Linked DNA regions of Mus musculus: regions 2 and 3 are each linked to region 1. The links are chromatin contacts, called in public promoter capture Hi-C maps. All regions are on one chromosome and are shown on one strand. Each heading gives the region's core, a stretch centred on a gene start, on an enhancer-like site or on the middle of the called end of the contact. The rest is flanking DNA. Distances are from core to core; before and after follow the strand shown.

Evidence for each region. Promoter capture Hi-C pulls out the DNA fragments that hold promoters and counts their contacts. Capture Hi-C pulls out chosen DNA fragments and counts their contacts.
Region 2: a promoter capture Hi-C map of adipose tissue shows a contact between it and region 1, with 5 times the contacts expected there. The contact joins the promoter of Sik2 here to the promoter of Usp28 in region 1. A contact is called at or near these places in 3 of 39 promoter capture datasets (erythroid cells, liver and pre-B cells), 1 of 484 Hi-C or Micro-C datasets (erythroblasts) and 1 of 9 other capture datasets (adipose tissue).
Region 3: a contact with region 1 is called in a promoter capture Hi-C map of pre-B cells. The contact joins the promoter of Sik3 here to the promoter of Usp28 in region 1. A contact is called at or near these places in 2 of 39 promoter capture datasets (embryonic stem cells and pre-B cells).

Annotation. Positions count from the first base shown.
Region 1 is chr9:48,982,206-48,986,791 of GRCm38.p6, forward strand. Usp28 (ubiquitin specific peptidase 28) reads left to right here and starts at 3,180. Exons shown (of 25, transcript NM_001359739.1): 1 at 3,180-3,332. The coding sequence starts at 3,276. Gm51673 (a long non-coding RNA gene) reads right to left here and starts at 2,924. Exons shown (of 3, transcript XR_003948157.1): 1 at 2,623-2,924; 2 at 2,211-2,299.
Region 2 is chr9:51,006,939-51,011,479 of GRCm38.p6, forward strand. It overlaps Sik2 (salt inducible kinase 2), which reads right to left and starts at 2,135. Exons shown (of 16, transcript NM_178710.3): 1 at 1,803-2,135. The coding sequence starts at 1,937.
Region 3 is chr9:46,010,389-46,014,730 of GRCm38.p6, forward strand. Sik3 (SIK family kinase 3) reads left to right here and starts at 2,432. Exons shown (of 25, transcript NM_027498.3): 1 at 2,432-2,742. The coding sequence starts at 2,470. It also overlaps a transcript of Pafah1b2 not described here.

The sequences.
Region 1 (4,586 bases), core at 1,930-4,429:
GCAGGTAGCTTGGCTGGTCTGAGCCTTTTTTTGGGGGGGGGGGGTTTCTCTGTATAGCTCTGGCTGTCCTGGAACTCACTTTGTAGACCATCACTCAGAAATCCACCTGCCTCTGCCTCCCAAGTGCCTGAGCCTCTTTCCAGGCAGCTCAGTTTATCTCAGCAGTCCTGTTTATATGTTTGGGGAGGGTGGGTCCTAGTGACTTCCAGGACTAGTGACTTCCTGGACTACCAGAAGCCTTTGAGTTGTTTATTTCCTTAGCACAAGGTGCTACCTTCCAAAGTGGGTTAAATTTGGAGGAAATTGCTACAGGACAGTGACCTACTGAGATTCAACCGGGCTGCTTACACAAGCCTAAGGATTACTTAGTGATGCACGAACAACTTAACTGTGGCTATACCACTTAAGAAAATGGGGCTACAATCACAAAGGAACTCATACAATATGTACTCACTGATAAGTGGATATTAGCCCAGAAACTTAGGATACCCAAGATATAAGATACAATTTGCTAAACGCATGAAACTCAAGAAGAACGAAGACCAAAGTGTGGACACTTTGCCCCTTCTTAGAATTGGGAACAAAACACCCATGGAAGGAGTTACAGAGACAAAATTTGGAGCTGTGATGAAAGGATGGCCCATCTAGTGATTGCCATATCCTGGGATCCATCCCATAATCAGCTTCCAAACGCTGACACCATTGCATACACTAGCAAGATTTTGCTGAAAGGACCCAGATATAGCTGTCTCTTGTGAGACTATGCCGGAGCCTAGCAAACACAGAAGTGGATGCTCACAGTCAGCTATTGGATGGATCACAGGGCCCCCAATGGAGGAGCTAGAGAAAGTACCCAAGGAGCTAAAGGGAAATGCAACCCTATAGGTGGAACAACAATATGAACTAACCAGTACCCCGGAGCTCTTGTCTCTAGCTGCGTATGTATCAAAAGATGGCCTAGTCGGCCATCACTGGAAAGAGAGGCCCATTGGACTTGCAAACTTTATATGCCCCAGTACAGGGGAACGCCAGGGCCCAAAAGAGGGAGTGGGTGGGTAGGGGAGTGGGGGTGGGTGGGTATGGGGGACTTTTGGGATAGCATTGGAAATGTAAATGAGGAAGATACCAAATAAAAATTTAAAAAAAAAAAAGAAAGAAAATGGGGCTAGAGAGACCGCTCAGTGGTTAAAGGCATACACTGCCCTTGTTGAGGCCCCGAGTTTGAGTCTCAGCACCCACATAAACGGTTTACTACTGGCGAGGCTTAGGAATTCAAGTTTCTTGTACTGACTTCTTTTGTTCTGTGATTTGGCTCTCCTGTGTGTACAGACACTGGACACACCTGCCTTTGATTGTATAATCAGTAATAACTTAATCAGTCTCTCTATAATTTTCTATTACTTTTTAAAACTTTATGTATAGGAGTGCTCTATCTGCATGTACAACTGAATACCAGAAGAGGGTAATAGACGGTAGATGGTTGTGAGCCACCATGTGGTTGCTGGGAATTCAACTCAGGACTCTTGTGAGTGCCCGACTCGCCAGCAAAGCAGATACCACAACAGGATCCTTCTGCACACGTTTATTGGGAGAGCTTGATTGCAGAGGCAAAAAGACCCCCACACCCAGAACTGTTGCTGCTTATATAGGCCTAGGAGAGGCGTGTCTCACACCCAGATTGGTTATGCTTTCCACCTCATTTGCATGTTCCTCATCTGATTGGCTATTCTCTCTCAGTACCTCACTGAGCCTCATTATCATACCTCATTTGCATGCCCCCCATCTGATTGGTTATTCTCTCAGTATCTCATGGAGCCTCATTATCATGCCCGGGCGAGGCAGTGACTTGGTGAAAAACTTTACTGCATATGTACACATTGGTTGTTTACCCAAACTTATGCGTGGTGGCCAGCGCCACCCTGCAACGGCACATGTGGCTTCCCACACACAGGACCTCTGGAAGAGCAGCCAGTGCTTTTTAATGCTCTTAACTACTGAGGCATCTCTCCAGGGCCCTCCCATTCTAATTTTATCAAGTCTAATGGTTCTGTCTTCAGAGAATCCTGACAAGGATGGACCTGATAGACACAGGTCCCAAATTTATTCCACATAGGAGACTAAGGCAGAAGTATAGAAAGTTCAAAGCCAGCCTGGGGAACTTAATGAGATCATCTCAAAGTGTTAAGTTTAACATGGCAGTAAAGACTTACCATCATTTGACCAGGTGGAGGCAGAGGACCAAGAATTTAAGGCCAACCACGGCTACACAGTCTGAGGCAAGTCCAATCCACGTGACATCCTGTTTCAAAAAAAACCCAAACCAATATCACCAACAATAAGAACCCTCTTCCCAAACATTAAAAGGGGTGGTAGGTGGCTTAGTGCATGAGCTAGAGTCAACACAGCTTATTACACACATGGCCTGAAAACGGGAATTTGGAACATGGGGCAACTGTTCAGGATTAAGACACGATGCTGAGCTCTGTGAAGGTCCTGGCCATTCAGTTGTCTTTATACAAACCACTCGAGTCAGTCTACGTTTCTCTTCGCGTCCCCAGATTAGGAAATGGCTAAGAGGTCTGGTGGGAAAATCTGTCAGCAGAAGGAACCCAGCAGCCTTACCAAGCTTATGGGGAGCTGGGGGCAGGCTGGACGCAGATGCAAGGCTCAGCAAGCGCGGGATGGAGTAAAAAAGGAGTCTTGGAAACCCAGAGGCCTCACCGCCCACTTCCTGGGCACCTAAGGCGGAAATAGCAACAGCTGGCGAGGCGACGCTGACCCCTTAGTTTGTGCCCGGCTGCGGTCACGTGGGCCAGAGCACGCGAAGACGCCCCGCCTCCGGCTCACGCAAACCAGGGGCGGGCGCGTGGGTGACGCCTCTGGCGCACGCTGCGGGCGTGAGCAGAGTGTATGGGCGGGGCCACCGGGGCTCTAAATTGGCGTGGGCGGAGCCTTGGGAGAGGGAACCTCGGCTGTGTGGGTGGGGCATGTAGGCGGGGTCTCCGGCGCAAGCCGCAAGATGGGTGGGAGTCGGCTGGCGGGGGTGGGGCATCCAGCGAACGCCGTGGGAGGAGCCTCTGCCGCGTGCTGTGGGTGGGGAGTGTTGGGAGCGGGCTGGCGTGGGCGGGGCTTCCATCGCGCGCCGCGGGCGGGGGCGGGACGTGTGGGCGGTGCCTCCCGGTGCTCCCGGGCTTCGGGGGCGGTGGTGGTGGCGGTGGCGACCGCGGCGAAGACGACAACGAGAGTGGGGCTACACGCGGAGGGACACCACGGCCATGACTGCGGAGCTGCAGCAGGACGACTCGGCGGGGGCGGCGGACGGCCATGGCTCGGTGAGCGGCGGGTGAGGGTAGCGGGGCCCGGGTTCCGGCTGAGAGGGGCGCGGCGGGCCAAGCGGGCGAGGGCCGACAGAGGCCGGGGCCTGCGGGCTAGGGCGAGAGCAACCCGGTCTTCCCGGGACTTTGCGAGGCTGGGTCCGCGAGCCTGTGTGAGGTTGCCTGGGTGTATAAGCCAGCTAAGGTTCCGAGCGGGATTGTGGGACCCGGTGCTAGGGACCCTAACGGGAGGGGTTGCACGTGAGATCGTAGGCAGCGAGGTCACCCCGAAGTGTGCACCGGGCCCGACCCAGCAGCTAAAAACTTCCCAAAAGCACGGCCACGGTGCCTTGTTCTGACTCTCAAATCAGTTTTATGGCAGTGGCTTCTCTGAGGCTAACGCAGACTTAAGTTATCTCACTTAAAGCCGGCGTTTATCAACAAAGTGCAAAAAAGACCCGGAGCCCCACTCCTCCCTTTTCCCGCCCCGCTTTTCATTCAGTTCTTTTTTTCCCTCGGAAACAAATCAGCTTCCCGAATTATCTCATTGATCACTGTAGGTTTTGAAGGAGGGGAGAGAAAAGCACAATGAATAGAAGGCACTTTACTATGTTCCTAGTAATATAAAAAGGTTGAAAAATATTACAAGGCTCTTAGGGCTTAGATGGTGGGCCTTTAGTAACACTGATTTGGAAAAAAAATCAAAAGGCTCATAATGTCTTTTAAAGAAACTTGGGAAGTGGGCAATTTGAGACTGTCATCCAGTTTTACTTTGGAATGTTATAACGTAACACAACATCCTCGTCCCTCAAGAACTGCACTTTTTAAATGACAAAATGGAAAACCTATACCAAGGATTCAAATACCGAGTTTGCAGTCGAGAAAATTTATAAAATATTTAGAATAAAAATTTGAGATACTGCTAAGAAAAACTCTATAATTAAATTCTATAATTAATGTCTTCTATAGTTAAATTTTAATAATTTGAGGTGCTGAGGATCAAGCCTAGGGCCTATCGCATGAGATAATCAAGCACTACACCCCCAGACTACAAGTTTAAAACATAGCAGGCTCTTTAAAATTCATGTAGAAAAAGATATCTCTAAGTCTTGGCCTGTAAAATGAAAGTAGGTGGATTTTTTTTTTTTTTTTTTTTTGGCGATCAGATAAAAATTGTTTATTACTCAACAGTGTCTTTTGGACATTGGGTCTGTATTTTTCTCTGTTTTCCTCCCCACAAGTCTACTTGTGTTGGGGACAGTGACTTATAAA
Region 2 (4,541 bases), core at 885-3,384, 2.0 Mb after region 1:
AACATAAAATAATTTTATACATATATACTACACACACCCCCTTTAGCAACTGCAAGAGCTTTCGTGAGCTGACAGGTGTCTTCAATCACAAATATAACTGATCTGACAGTCATAGGCAATGTTACTCCACAGTGCCCCCTAGCTCGCTTCCTAAGAAATATCAGCTTGAAAGGGACACCATCAGAATTGTCACCCTGAAGAGAATGTATAAATTGCCATCAGCGCCACTGAAGCAGCTCTGAGATACAACTTTAACTAAACTCTATCTGACAACAACTGACCACTAACTATTGCTAATAAGAAAAATCGTGTGGATGGATTTGTTATCCAACCACACAACAATGTAACCAAAAAGTTCAGACTCTCTCTGTAATGTGCTATTTTTGGCAGTCATTGAAAAGGACTCATAAATACACCCATTTAAGATACTTCCTTTTAATTTAACGTCGAGGTAAAGGTATGACATTTGGCCATAACTCTTTATAAAAACGAAACACTTTAATCATTACAAAAATGCTGGGGTCAAATTCAGCTATGCAAAAGTTTGGTAATGTCAATATACTTATCATTATAGCAATCTAGATTCATAACACTGGTAAATTTGTGAAAGGAAAAATTTTGACCTTGGTACTGATGCCCTAAAGAAGAAAGATTTAAGTGGTGTGTCAGGGATTTGTGAGGCAAAACAAAAAGTGAAGACATGTTAGACATGTCCTCCTTCTTTATGGAAATGGACATGAAGCAAAACTTTTAAGTACAACTGCTAAGAAAACAGTAAGGCTTTTAAATGCCCTTTACCTTACATAAGCGTAAGTCATCCTGGGCAGGGGGTGGGGGTGGAGGTCCTATAGTCAAAGATTAGAACGTTCTTAAGAACATAGTAGGAAAAAAACCCGAAAAGGATGAAAACTGGGGAGAGAAACTGAAAATCGGTGAAACTCAAGTGGCAATCACAAGGCAGAATAGAGTACGTCAAAACCACTAGGTTGTAGACTAAGAAATGGTTTTGTTTCGATCGTTTTTTTTCCAAGGTATTTAATTTGCACGTCTTAAAATAGAGACCCCGAGGAGAGCAGCTTGAGGCAATGGAAGGAAGAGGGTGGGCTAGGTAAGAACGCAGACTTGGGGAGAAAATATGTACAGTGCACGGAGGGAGGATGCTGGAGAGTCAATGTCAGGACGCTGTCGAGAGCTGAGTACAGTCCATCTGATGTGGCTTAAGGAATGCGTGCTCGCAGCCAGCATGCACACCTGGTAAAGGGACAACCCCAGAGAACGGTGCAGAGCTGAGATGACCATTTTTAACCAGCTCTATTGTCTGGTGTATTTGCTATACCTCCTGCAAGTGATCAAGCCAGCCAAAGAACCGTTTCAGAGACCCTGCGGGCCCAGAGAAGATGGACAGCGGCCCGTCCGCACCAGTCCGGTCCGCGTCACCCCCTCCTCGCCGGGCAGAAGAGGAGGGCTTGGTCCGGGCCGCGCTCCGCGTCCGCCGAGCCTGGGAGCTGCTGGTCCCCTTTCTCCGGCCGGCGACGTTGGTCCCCGCGCGGCCCCGGAGCACAGAGACTTCCCCTCCCACCCCACCCCCAGCCGAAAGCCGGGAAGACGCGGAACTTGTGCTCAGGAGCCGAGGCCACAGACCAGGTTCCCGGGTGGGAGAGTCGGGACGGAAGCCTGTGTGGCTTCCCGGGGACACCCCACACACACTCGACCTGCACCCCGCGGTCCCCGCAGTGCCAGGCCCGCCGTCCCCCGCCCGGGGCGCAACCGCGCCACGCTCCCGCCGAACCCCGGGGCCGCACCTCCGTCTTGGTGATCCGGTGCCGCCCCAGCTTCACCACGGCAAAGTTGCCCTTGCCCAGCGTGCCCTCGATGTCGTAGAACCCCACCCGGACTGGCCCGCGCTGCAAGTGCCTCGGGCCATCCGCCATGACCATGCTTGGCCCCCGCTGCAGGACACGGCGACGGGAACGCGAACGAACTGGCCGGCAAGAAGCGGCACGGAGCGGGCAGGAGGGCGTCGGGCGGCGCGCCTGGGCTCTGGGCGACGGCCGCGGCTCTCGCTCCGGCGCTGCTTCCCTCCCGCCCCACAGGGCCCAGCCAGGCGCGCGCCGGCGCTGACGTGAGCCGACGTCAGGGGGCCGGGGCAGGGGGCGGGGGCGGGCCTCCACCGGTCACCATGGCTACCGCAGCCGCGCCGACGTCGGGGGCGGGAGGGAGGGGCGGTGCGCGGGTCGGGCGGGCACGAGGCTTCCGGCCGCGGCGAGGCCTGAGAAGGCTGAGGAGGGCGTCGCGGCCGGGGGCGGGGTCGCCGTCCGCCCCGCCCCGCTCCTCCTGCCTTCCAGCAGAAGCGCAAGAGCGAGCCCTGGTGGGCCGTGCGGAGGATGCACTGGGCCAGTCTCCTGGAGGGTCGCCTGGCGGGCGCTCTCCGCCGGGGCAGCCCTTCCCGCCAAAACCTCTTCTTCAGCGGACTGCAGCGCTAAATTTGGAGCCCGAGGAGCACCGTGGCTGAGCAATGCATTGCTCACAGCCTCTTTTCTTTGTGTTCATTTTAGCTCCCTTGTCAGTACTAAATAAGTCTCTCCACTTTTTGACGTCTAAATTCCTACTCACAGCAGTCGGTCACTTGCAGAAAAAAAAAAAAAATGTCAGCGCTAAAGAGACCCCAGAGATGATTAAGCCCGGAATTTGGAATTGCTAATGGGCTTCGGAGTCTGGAACCTCTGAAATGTAGGTTGAGCATGTTAGTTGAGCATGTCTCTGTGGAGAGGTGACCCGGTATTATCCTAAAACGCTTTGGGAACTTGTAAACGGTTAAAAAGTATCTAATCCGATTTGTTTCCAGATGACGCAGCAGGCTGCCAGAATGAAGGGAGTTGCCAACGTCACACAGGTAATGCTAGAGTTCTAATTATAACCCATCACACCAGTCTTCCATATGGTGACCTAAGTAAACACAACATTTTAATATCTTGAAATATATTATGTGTGTCCAGACCTTGGTTCCTGGGTACCCATTGTCCATTAAAAGAAACGCAACTCGTTTGGGAGTAATGACAGCGGGGGCAAGTATAAGATGCTCTTGAAAGATCTAATATGAGTAAACCAGGGGATTCCTTGTATACAACAGGAAGAATATGTCAGAAGCCAGCTTGAAGGGGCCCACCAGTGCCAAATCTGAGCCAATCTAAGTATCAAAAACCAACAATTTTGGAAATACACTATAACACACATTACTTTTTATTTTGTGTAAGAAGTCAGAGGACAGGATGTGGGAGTTGGTTCTCACCTTCCACTCTGTGAGTCCTAGGGGTGGTTGCTGTAGGTAACTTTAGCCAATGAGCCATCTCTTAGGCCCTAGTGTTTTATTGTTTTGGGACTGTTGTTTTTTTTTTTGTTTTTGAAACATCATCTCACTATGTAGCCCTAGATAGCCTGTAACTTGCCATGTAGACTAGGCAGTCTCTTGAGTGCTGAGATTAAAGGCAGGTGTCACCATTCCCAGCCTACATTAAAATCTTAGAAGGAGCTCATACTTCATTTTGTCACTTTACTTTTTTTTTTAGACAGGTTCTCAGAAATATTGTATATGTGATAAGCCCCCTTAAATGTCTATGCCCTCCCCATCTCATTCAGGAAACTCAAACTCAGAACGGTACCCATGCTAGGCAAGTATTGTATCACTGAGCTATGTTCCCAGTCAGGATAAATGAGAAGAGGATGCATGTAAAAATTATGAAATCACCATTTTGTGGCTGTTATAGTAATAACTGGCTCAGACAAGAATTAACAATAGTTGTTAAAGTCATTGGGTAAAGTTTGGTTGGGGAATAGGGTATTTAAACAGTCTCAAAATATCTTTGGAATAAAAAAATCATTGGGAAGGATTAACAAAAGATAACAAATTATAGTGAAGAAATCTGACAGTCAATTTCCTGATAGAATGATCCTAGTTAGCAATTGGAATAAAATAACACACAGGGCCCTCTGATCTGAAGTACCCAGGACATATCTCTGAAGTGATATTACTTTAAAAGTACATATTCTGAATCTGTCACGAAGAAACAAAGCAGAAAAATGTAAACTGCACACATCTATCCCCTAATTACCCAGCATGCTTAAAGTTGCCATTGTCGTGAAAGAAAGACTGCAGAAGAATTTTAGATTTAAGGTCTTAAGAGACTTGCCACTAATGCAGCACATGGTCCTGGAAAAACATGGCACCAAGGAATACTGTCAGGGCAATAGTTGAAAATAGAATTGGATGCATATCAGATATAAGTATTCTTTCAATGTTGAACCCCTTAAAGATTTCTTTTACTTTTAGCTAAGTGTATGTGTGGGTATTTACATGCAGGTGTGCGTGCAGATGCCCATAGTGTCCCCCAAAGGGCATTAGCTCTCTATAGCTGGAGTTACAGGTGGTGTTAAGGCATCTGATGTGGGTGCTGGGAACTGAACTCAGGTCCTCTGCAGGAACAGTACTCCTTTTAAATCTGAGCCATCTCTCCAGCCCTTAATGCTAGGTTTCTTGATTCTAA
Region 3 (4,342 bases), core at 1,182-3,681, 3.0 Mb before region 1:
TTTGAATAAGAGGTGCAGCTCAGTTGGTAGAGTGAGTGCACAGTAAAGCATTATCACGGAGCCCCGAGTTTGATCTTCAGCACTGCATGAGATAGGTCAGGACATTGCTGGGCAGTGGTGGCGCACGCCTTTAATCCCAGCACTCGTTGGTGGGAGAGGCAGGCGGATTTCTGAGTTCGAGGCCAGGCTGGTCTACAGAGTGAGTTCCAGGACAGCCAGGGCCATATAGAGAAACCCTGTCTCGAAAAACCGAAAAAACAAAACAAAACAAAACAAAAACAAAAACAAAAAAACCCAAAAAAAGACAGGTCGAGCACACCTGTAACTCCTGTATTTGGGAAGTGGAAGCAGAGAGATCACAGATTCAAGGTTGTCCTTGGTTACCCAGAACTTCTGAAATCAGCCAGGGCAAAATGAAACTTTGCTTAGCTGGGTGTGGGTGTGGTAGCTACAAGCCTTTAATCCAGCACAGGGGAAGCAGAGGCAGGTGGATCTGTGTGTTTGAGGCTGGCTTGATTACGTATTCAGTTCCAGGATATCCAGGACTACATGGAGAGAGACTGTCTCAGAGAGAGAGAGAGAGAGAGAGAGAGAGAGAGAGAGAGAAAGAAGAAGAAGAAGAAGAAGAAGAAGAGAGAATTTGATCAAAACAAACAAATTTTCCAATTATGTCTAAATGTCTAAGAGTGGAAGACACTCTGGGTGCACAGCCTAGACAAGAGTGGCTTCAGTACTGATTCTAAGCCTTCCAGAGAGAAAGCTTGTTTTTCTTTGTCTTACCAGGAGAGCTCCCCACCTCCAGGGAGATGGTAAACCTCATTCTGAGGTCCAGCCCCTAAGTTATTGGCTTTGCTAGATTCCAGCAAGGGCCATGAAGTTGTAAGGGCCACACCCAATCATTCATCTCAGATTTCGTAATCTCACTTGATGAATAGGTTTAAGCAGCCTAAGAAGCAAGGTCCACTTCATCCCTGTCTTTATTTGCTTGTAAAGGAGCCAATTAGTGTTAATTGTGCTGGCAATTTGAAATAGCCACCAGGGAACTGATTCAAGGCAGTTGTGGGATGACCCCTCTGTCCCATCCTAGACCCAGCCATTACTTATGTCACATGGGGGGAATCAGAACATTGGGGAAAGACCTGTGGTCAGAAAGGGTAAGCATGTATTTCCTTTCTCACATACCCAGTGACCTGGATGTCACTTTTTGATACTGCACAGAGATGTGACAATACTCCTGTGCCATGGAGGGAGATACAGGTGTGGGTAGAATAGCACTGGATACATGAGATACAATTATATAGAGGAATGCACACAGCCTTCTTCCTTCCTTTTCTAACGGACCAAAGGCTATCTCTCCTTTACAGCCCAATTTCCTATCCCCACCAGAGGCAGATAAATCAATCTACTTAATAAGGAAGGAGGAGGGGGAGAGGCTCAGTTACAGCCCAGGATGTGGAATGTCAGATAACAGGAGGGAAGAAAGAGGGATATGAGTTTTATTGCAGGGGTTATTAATTTGATCACTCTTAATGTCCTTGGAGAGTCATTAGTAGGGATGGAATTTATATTAGTTACTCGTTTTGCTTAACGGATTGCTCATCTTTAAGCATGACGTGGCCCTGAATGCAACACACTTCACCAGTACTAACCCAGCAACAGAAAACGAGTGAAGAGATTCTGACCAACTGGCTGGAGAATTGTTCCGAGTCAGGGGTGGCAGGAAGGAAAATGACGGTCCTTTTCTGGCCCTCACCCACCCAAAGACTGGAACGCATGTTTGGGATGGGTTCAACATCCTTGAATATGCAAACTCTAATTTCCGCACTCTTCTGTGTTCGATGACTTATTAGATTGATTGTACGAAGTGAGCTGGGCTTTGTAAGAGTTTTTGCTGAACAATTCCCCTGCCTTGCTACCAACTTGGTTACAGTTGCTTAAATACTGTAGCTATTCCTGCCTCTGTGGCCTCCAGGGCTAAAGTGGGACAAGGCTGGTATTTTTGGTGACGAGGAAATCCTTTTAAGGGAGGTTTGGTGATGACTGAACTGGGACACAGGTCGGAGCAGGGATCCCATCAGCGAACCAGGGGCCATCGGGAGTCTGGTTCTGGGGTCTCCCCATCTCATATCCCTACCTCGCTAGGCGCGGCGGAAGCTTAGAAGTTGCTGCTGACCCTCGACGTTTTCAATGCCTGTTCCCCAGAGGGGGGCACTAGGGAGCCGGCGCCTCAGGAACAGGGACCCACGCGGGAAGGTCGAGCTCGCCCGGTGAGGTCACGGTTGCCATGGCTTCGGGCAGTGACGCGCGTCCGCACGTGACGCGCGGTTGCCATGGCGTCGGGCGCCCGGCGGCGCGGGAGCCCCGCCTCCCGGAGTGACGTCTGTCGGCAACCCCCCTCTTTCGGCCCCCCCGCGCCCCCTCCCCCCCGGCCGGCTCCCCGCGGCCCCGGAGGTTTCACTGCACAACAAGATGGCGGCGGCGGCGGCGAGCGGAGCTGGCGGGGTTGCCGTGGCCGGAGCAGGGGGAGCCGGGCCGGCCGGCCGCCTGCTGCCTCCGCCCGCCGCGGGGCCCCCGGCAGCCCCCGCCGCAGTGCCCCCGGCCGCCGTCCCGGCGCGTCCCACAGCCCCGGCCTCCCGCGGGTCGATGGCCGCTCGCATCGGCTACTACGAGATCGACCGCACCATCGGCAAGGGCAACTTCGCTGTGGTCAAGCGGGCCACGCACCTCGTCACCAAGGCCAAGGTAGTGGCGCTGGGGACCGCGCGGCTGCGGGCTGCGCTGCCCGGGGGGCGTTGCAGCAGGGCGGTGGGGCCAGGGGAGTCCGCGATTCCCCGGGGCTCGGGTCAGGGTCAGCAGTGGGGACCGGTGCTGGCGGGAGAAGGCAGGGACCTCAGAGCGGAGGGGTTCCGGAAGGGGGGGCTCCGGGAACTTAGCAGCTGGACATCGGAGAGGTCCCCAGGGCTGTGCGCAGGGTCGGGGGGGGGGGGTGACTGGAAAGGAGGCGTTGGAACTCTCTGGGGGCCGGCGGACTGCACGCCAGGAAGACTCCGGAACCAGCAATTAGGAAACCATCAGAACGAGGGCAGGGGCATATGAAATGTGGACCACAGGATGGGGGAGACGCGCAAACTGGCTGCCTCAGGCTTCCCAGGACGGCTGGGGCATGGGGCTGAGGGTGTGCGGTGGGGTGCAAGACACCGGGAAGAGAAGGACCTGGCACCTATACCAGAGAAAGGAATCCACGTTTGATTATTTAAGACGGGGAGATGGTGTCAGTTGTAAGCCTGAGGAAGTATACTTGATTATGGGAAGAGTCAGTGAAGAAAGCAGGGAAATAAGGGGGAAAAAAATGGAATGGACCCATGACCAGATGTCCCAAGGCTCAGGGTTCCTGGTGACACTAGCTAACCAAGGGTTAAACAATTTAGGATAAGATGGTTTGCTGGTTATTTTTAGTTGTCAGAGGGTCTGAAATGGTGGGCTTTTTAGAACTCGGGGTGGGCTTTTCAGTAGGGAAGGGAACCGTGGGATTGGCACGACAGAATTCCACTCATTTGGGCCCTTTGGTTCCCAAGGGATTTGAGGAGCTGTAGTAGTGAAACTGGCCAAGGTCAGTTAGGAAACCATGTATGTATACGCATGTAGTATATTTTTTAAAGGACTCAGAGGGTAGCACTTTTACCTATCTTTCTTCATTGAGAGTATCAAGGAAAATCATTCAGTTTTGATGGAAGCCACAAAACCCATTTGAATTCCCAACTCGTCTTTGCTCAATACCTCACTTAAATGGATACTTTTAACGTAGTAGTCATTCCTTATATTTAAAACAGTAGCTTGAGTTTTTCTTCCGCCTGGCTAATGAAAAACCTTTACTACCTAAGCATGCTCCTCCGGGAGACCCAGGACTCCCCTCCCCTCCTCCCCCTGGCCGCTGTTTACCTTAGCCTACCTTGTTTTGGCTTTTATAGCAGTCCCTCCCTGCCAGGACTTATCTGGGCCTCGTATCCTGCTTATTGGCAACCTGAAAGTTCCTTTCCTTGCCTCTCTCTGTCAAAGACTACAAGGGGCCCTTCTTCCGAGGGTGGCGGCGGGCAGAGTGATTGGTCAGTTTCACTTCCTCTGGTGGGACCCCTTCAAGCCTCAAGTCTTCAGAGCCCTGTGACAGACTCAAGTGCGCCCTCCTGTTGCAGTCCCTCCCTCAGGTCCGCAGCTGGAGCCGAAGCCGGCATCTCCTTACCCCCTACAGTGTGTTTACTGTTGGCCTAGTCAAACTTGTGTTTACAAACAGAATGCCTCTGTCCCTTGTTTTCTCTCCCCTGTCTGCTTCTGTGGTTATTTTGCT